2 separate regions of the Mus musculus genome follow, and region 1 is linked to region 2. Evidence: chromatin contacts called from public HiChIP or PLAC-seq data. All regions are on one chromosome and are shown on one strand. The core of a region is the stretch at or near the end of the contact, and the rest is flanking DNA. Distances in the headings are between cores, read along the strand shown.

Evidence for each region. HiChIP or PLAC-seq counts read pairs in DNA pulled down with a chosen protein or histone mark.
Region 1: an H3K4me3 HiChIP or PLAC-seq map of bone marrow-derived macrophages shows a contact between it and region 2, with 2.0 times the contacts expected there. The contact joins the promoter of Pard6a here to the enhancer-like site in region 2. A contact is called at or near these places in 5 of 39 promoter capture datasets (the C10 cell line, the SN4741 cell line, cranial neural crest and 2 more), 4 of 115 datasets of contacts at active chromatin or transcription factors (bone marrow-derived macrophages, embryonic limb bud, embryonic stem cells and 1 more) and 3 of 9 other capture datasets (adipose tissue, liver and pancreatic islet).

The regions. Positions count from the first base shown.
Region 1 is chr8:105,700,206-105,703,120 of GRCm38.p6, forward strand. Pard6a (par-6 family cell polarity regulator alpha) reads left to right here and starts at 1,442. Exons shown (of 3, transcript NM_019695.3): 1 at 1,442-1,598; 2 at 1,969-2,191; 3 at 2,403-2,915. The coding sequence starts at 1,536. It overlaps Acd (adrenocortical dysplasia), which reads right to left and starts at 1,023. Exons shown (of 11, transcript NM_001012638.2): 1 at 715-1,023; 2 at 498-634; 3 at 242-335; 4 at 77-153. The coding sequence starts at 813.
Region 2 is chr8:105,542,609-105,545,376 of GRCm38.p6, forward strand. All of the region lies in intron 1 of Atp6v0d1 (ATPase, H+ transporting, lysosomal V0 subunit D1), which reads right to left. Among named protein-coding and RNA genes, the nearest start is that of Atp6v0d1, 22 kb to the right of the region's middle. Within about 2 kb of position 1,428, at least 87 of the 459 cell types and tissues checked have an H3K27ac peak or open chromatin away from gene starts, as enhancers often do. A contact at or near this core is called in adipose tissue, bone marrow-derived macrophages and liver, where this site is marked.

The sequences.
Region 1 (2,915 bases), core at 192-2,691, 160 kb after region 2:
CCCTCAGGACTTCAGCCATGCGAAGCCTGTAGTCTGCCACTGAGCTACATCCCCTTCCCTTAAAGGGACCACTTACCAACCAGTCACCTGTATCCGGGGCTGCTCCGTGGGCAGCAGGTTAAAGCGATCCACCTGGAGGTAGAACTCCGCAGGCTGGAGGAGTTGGGGAGTGGTGTCTCAGGAGTGGTGACAAAGAGCTAGGTACAGTAACCAACCCGCCCAAGTGAGCCTTACCACTCACCGCATGGTCCTGAGCCACCTGAACGCGGAGCCCGCAGGCCTGCAGTAGCAGGAGCCGGCCCTCGGTCCCGCGGAATCCGAGCTCCTTCTCCTCCCTGCGGCGAGCACAGCCCTCATTGTCCAGAGCACAGGCACAAACCCCCATACGCCTGGGGAATGAGCTTTCCCCACTTCTCCAGTACCCGCCCACTTCAGGTTCAATGCCCCACTAGCCAGCTGGCCTCCCACCTTCCGCTGACAAGTAGCACTTCTCTTACCAGTCGGAGGTGTCGATGGCGTTGCGCGTCACCACGCATCGGACACTGTGGGTTCCGTCTGACACAAGTAACACGGCCCCGGTGTCAGGTGTGTCAGGGGCGGAAGAAGGGCCGGGAGTCTCCGAGTCCTGGAGTACCTAACACAACAGTAGTGGCTAGTGTCAATTCACTCCCGCCTTCTCTACCCGGGTCTCTGGGATCTGAGCGACCTGCTTACCTTGAGCAGCTGCCCGGTTCGTGGACTTGACAGTGTTTCTGAACCTAGGATCAGCTCTCGAATCCAGGGCTGTAGGGCCAGCAACCCTGAATCGGACATTAGCAGGGCGGCACCCTGGGCGACCCCCAGGAAAGGGTCTTCCCGCGAGCACCGCCGCTCCGCCTCTAGCGGGAGAGGAAGCACGTGACCGCCAGGCGGATCCTAAGTTTGAGACTCCGCCCCCCTCGCGGTTCTGCGCCTGCGCAAGCTCTTCCCGGGTCCTGCTGACTGACCTAGCTGCTGGCTGATGACAGTTTATTCTTACCGGGGCATCTCTCTGAGCCCGTGAGCTGTTCCTCAGTACAACTCTAGAGCCGGAAAGGAAAAGGCAAGGACTAGATTGGATGAGAGCGATCCAGGTTAGGAGGCTGCAGCAGAGAATGGGGCCTGAAGCCACTTTGGCTCTGTGTAAGACCTCCAGAATTTTCCTAAAATGTTGCCGTAGTTTCCTTTACAAAATGAAAATGACAGCACGGACAACTTAATAAATGTTTGTTCCCTCATTCTGCCTTCGGATTGGTCGAGTCCTTTTTGGGACGCTCGAACCATAGCGTAATGACGTAAGAACAGAGAAAGCCCTCTCTGCCTCCGTCTCCGTTTCCTAGGAAACGTAGACTCCACGTTTCTCGGTGTCGCGTCCCCCTTGACGTCATGGTTTGGGTGGGAGGGCGGGGCGAGTGCTACCGCCAGGGGCGGGGCGGCTCGGGCCAGCGGGCCGGGCTGTGCACCTGCGCCTCGGCGGGCTGCTGTGGGGCACTGTCCCCCGCCCGCCAGGCCCTGCAATGGCCAGGCCGCAGAGGACTCCGGCGCGCAGTCCCGATAGCATCGTCGAGGTGAAGAGCAAAGTAAGGGCTTCTCTGGTCTCGGCTCTAGCCACTGCGCTAGGGCTCCTAATTCCCTTTCTCTCCCTTATTAGTTCCTTGGCTCTCCATCACCTCTTTCTGTCCTCCATCCTCCGTCCTATTCTGCTTTTCTGTCTGCCTCCCCTCATCGCATCCTCCCTCCCACTACGGACTTCCAGAGTCCCTCTGTGGCCTGGGTATGTGGAGAGCAAGGGAAAGACCTTGGACAGTGTCCCTTGTACTGGAGCTGAGGTTTAAGCCTAAGGCTGCAGCTGTTCCAGCAACCTTTCCCTCTCCTGACAGCCTCAGTGCTGTGGTGAGAAAGGGGCTTGGGATGTCCTGACACTCCGTTCCCTTTCCCTCCCGCCTCCAGTTTGACGCCGAGTTCCGACGCTTTGCACTACCCCGCACTTCGGTGAGAGGCTTTCAGGAGTTCTCGCGATTGCTGTGTGTGGTACACCAGATCCCTGGCCTGGACGTCCTGCTTGGCTATACGGATGCTCACGGTGACTTGCTGCCCCTCACCAACGATGACAGTTTGCACCGGGCCCTGGCCAGCGGGCCCCCACCTCTGCGCCTCTTGGTTCAGAAACGGGGTGAGGATGGGGTACAGTGGGCAGCTTTCTTGGGTTAGGGTGATAGGACAGGTATATCAGGGTAGATCATACCCAGGGCCCCCAGGCTTTATGTTCTGTAGCCTCTGCCCTTGGTCTGACCTCCAAGTAGCAGGAAAACAGTTGACATTGTCCCTATCACAGGCCCAATTGGGAGAAGTCTCTAATCTTAGTCCCCCCCCCTCTCCTGCAGCAGAAGGTGACTCGAGTGGCCTGGCTTTTGCCTCCAACTCTCTACAAAGGCGCAAGAAAGGGCTCCTGCTACGACCAGTGGCACCTCTGCGCACCAGGCCACCCTTGTTAATCAGCTTGCCCCAAGATTTCCGCCAGGTGTCTTCAGTTATAGATGTGGACCTACTACCTGAGACCCACCGACGAGTGAGGCTGCACAAACATGGTTCAGACCGTCCCCTGGGCTTCTACATTCGAGATGGCATGAGTGTTCGCGTGGCTCCCCAGGGCCTGGAGCGGGTTCCAGGTATCTTCATCTCCCGCCTGGTACGTGGGGGCCTGGCTGAGAGTACAGGGCTGCTGGCGGTCAGTGATGAGATCCTTGAGGTCAACGGCATTGAGGTGGCCGGGAAGACCTTGGACCAAGTGACGGACATGATGGTCGCCAACAGCCACAACCTCATCGTCACTGTCAAGCCTGCCAACCAGCGTAATAATGTGGTACGGGGGGCATCTGGGCGTCTGACAGGGCCTT
Region 2 (2,768 bases), core at 178-2,677:
ATTCAACTCAGAAATACTTGGATTATTGTAGTAATTCAGATGGGTTTTTCAAGGAAAAAAAATCTAATTATATTGATGGCTATTGCTATAACAGTCTATAACAGTCTATTGCCTGCATTTCTACCTCCACATTGTAATAACCTTGAGACTAGACAAGTGCACAATCTTTGTAAAAGAAACATGGAAGAGAGGTTTTAGGTCAGCTGGCGGAAAGCTTACCTAGCATATACGAAGTCCTGGGTTCATTTCCTAACACTGTACAAACCCAGGTGTGATGACACATACCTATAATACTAGCATTTGGAGGCAGAAGTAGTTCAGTTGCTCAAGGCCATCTTAGGCTATAAGACCCTGTCTTGATAAAGAAAAGAAAAACAGAACTAGGGGGTGGGGTACAGACAGGACAATACTTTATCTTAGAACACTTGTCTAGTAGTTCCTTACAGCCATGCTGCTTCATAAGTCTGCCAGCTTTTCTGAATTACTTTGAGAAGCATAACTTTCTTCTTTTCTCCTCCCTTATTTAAGCATATTTTTCTTAACATACTGGGCTTCACTCCTCTAATGCCCCATTTCCCACCATGGAGCTCTGTATGCTGCCAAATGGCTGACCTCCACAATGGTTTAACTCAAACTGCATGGCTGTTTTTCCTTTTCCATTCTCCTCCTCCAGGCAGCTACTGAGATTTACAACTTGCTTGCCCTGGGGTTTTTCTTTGAAACTCTTATAAAATTGTCCTCTTAAATAAACTTTGGCTTCACTTGACTTTCAAAAAGAAAAAAGGAAAAAGAAAGATTATTAATGCCTCTGAAATGGTTTTTGTGGGTATGAAACAAATGGTTAAAAATATGAGCTATCCCACCTAATAAGTACTGAAATGAAGCAGACTTCATTTACCATGTCATAGTCGTGTCCTGATTTATATATTTGTATCTACCAGCAAACATGTTGCTACCGGAGCCTGAGGGACCAACATGAACAAGGGGTTTTGGTCCAGGGCCACCAAGTTCTCAAACGTTTACTACAAGAAGTTCTAGAGCTGACAGCAGCTAGGCCAAACTGTCTGTTTATCCATGCAGTCATAGCAGTCAGCCTAAAATTCTCTTCAGGTCAAAAGACTTCCTCTTCAGCTCCCTAGAGATCAAGACAGGCACAGGAAGGCTCCAGAGTAAAACTCAGTCCTCTGACTGGAGTGCCTCCTGTCACTGGCCCCATCAGTTCCCAGGGTAGCAAGCCCACTACCCTACTGGATCCCCTGATCCTTCATTCCTAAAGCATTGAGGATCCAGGCCCCTGCACACTCTGTCCTTCTAAGCCCTGGCACATGCTCTGGGAAGATTCCCGAGGCAAGCTATCAACTCCCACTGGGGATCCTGAAGATAAGCTCTCCAACAGCATGACACTTCCTCTATCCCAGACTTTGCCTTACATCACAAAACTTCTCTCTCAGAAGACTAGCTCAGCAACTTCCCCAACTGCCAAATACTTTCTCTTTAACAACCAGATAGTCTTCATCAAATACCTGGTACTCCAGTGAGAGTTTTCACCTCAGAAGGCCTGGACATACACAGGCTATGCAATGGTCTCCTTCCCATGCCAGGAGCAATCTTTGTGCTGGACCTCTCAGACATGTCAATTTCAAAGGCTTATCAATTAAAAGCCAGAACCTTGTCCAGAGTCTCACAGTCAAGAGTATAGAGAGGCTAGGATATCAGGCAGGCCTGGTGGGACTCTGTCAGTCCCCACCTCGGCTGTCTTTTGTTCTCTGAGCCTCCTTGAACACATTGGTAGAGCAGACCTTTTAGGTATAGAACCAGCTGTCCAAACAGCCTTTAAAGCCAGAAGAGTTGACCACTGGCTTGCAGACCACCTGGACACTCACTGCCCACTTGTCAATAGTAGGCATAGGCCCACACTCTCATGACTCAGTGACAAATCCCACTAGCATCACTTTTGACATCAACCATTACTAAAGAAGGTAGGAAAATATGCTTGGGGTTGAGCAGAACAAAGCTAGAATGCTCCTTTGTACAGCCCCACCCCTGGGACTTCACACAAGCTTCAGAGCAGACACCCCTGTGCTTCCATTGCTGCATTCTGCTGACACTGCATCGGGAGAAGCCACGGCTCTGAGCACTGCTGGAATGCAGGCGGCTGGGTGGTTTCTGCTGGAGTTTGTCAGATCAGAGCAAACCCGGGAGACTCTACTGAGAATCCTGCCCAAGGCTGGAAGAGTCTGCCTTACCAGGAAACTCATTTTTAAAAGCCCCCAGAGACAATGTCAAAGGGCCAGTTCCAGACCACTTTCTCTGGCTAAGACCCACATTTCCCTGTGACCAAGGGAAAAGGGACAGCCTGCCAGCCAAGGCAACTGGAGGGAGGGAGACAGGCTGATTCCTTAGCTCGCCCACGAGGGGACCACACAGGGCTTCTAAACCAGTTCTGACCCTGTTGGAGAAACCTGGCGCCCAGAAACAGTGGCTGGCAACCCTAAGCCCTTCAGACAGGCCTGGCCAGGGCTAGGACAAGCTGGGTTAGAATTCTCTCTCCTCAGCTTCCTGCTATTTCTGAAGGTTGTGGAGGAGGGGATGTGACTGGGAATAGAATCCAAGCATTAGGAGAGGCCTGGAACTTATAGATGCCTAGTGGGAGACTTAGCCACCCGGCCCTAGCCCAGCCCCTCAAGGGCACCCGAGGACAACAGGGGCTAGGTTTGCTATGGGACCTGGGCTCAGCAGCCTAACAGCATCAGTGACAGTCCTTGAGA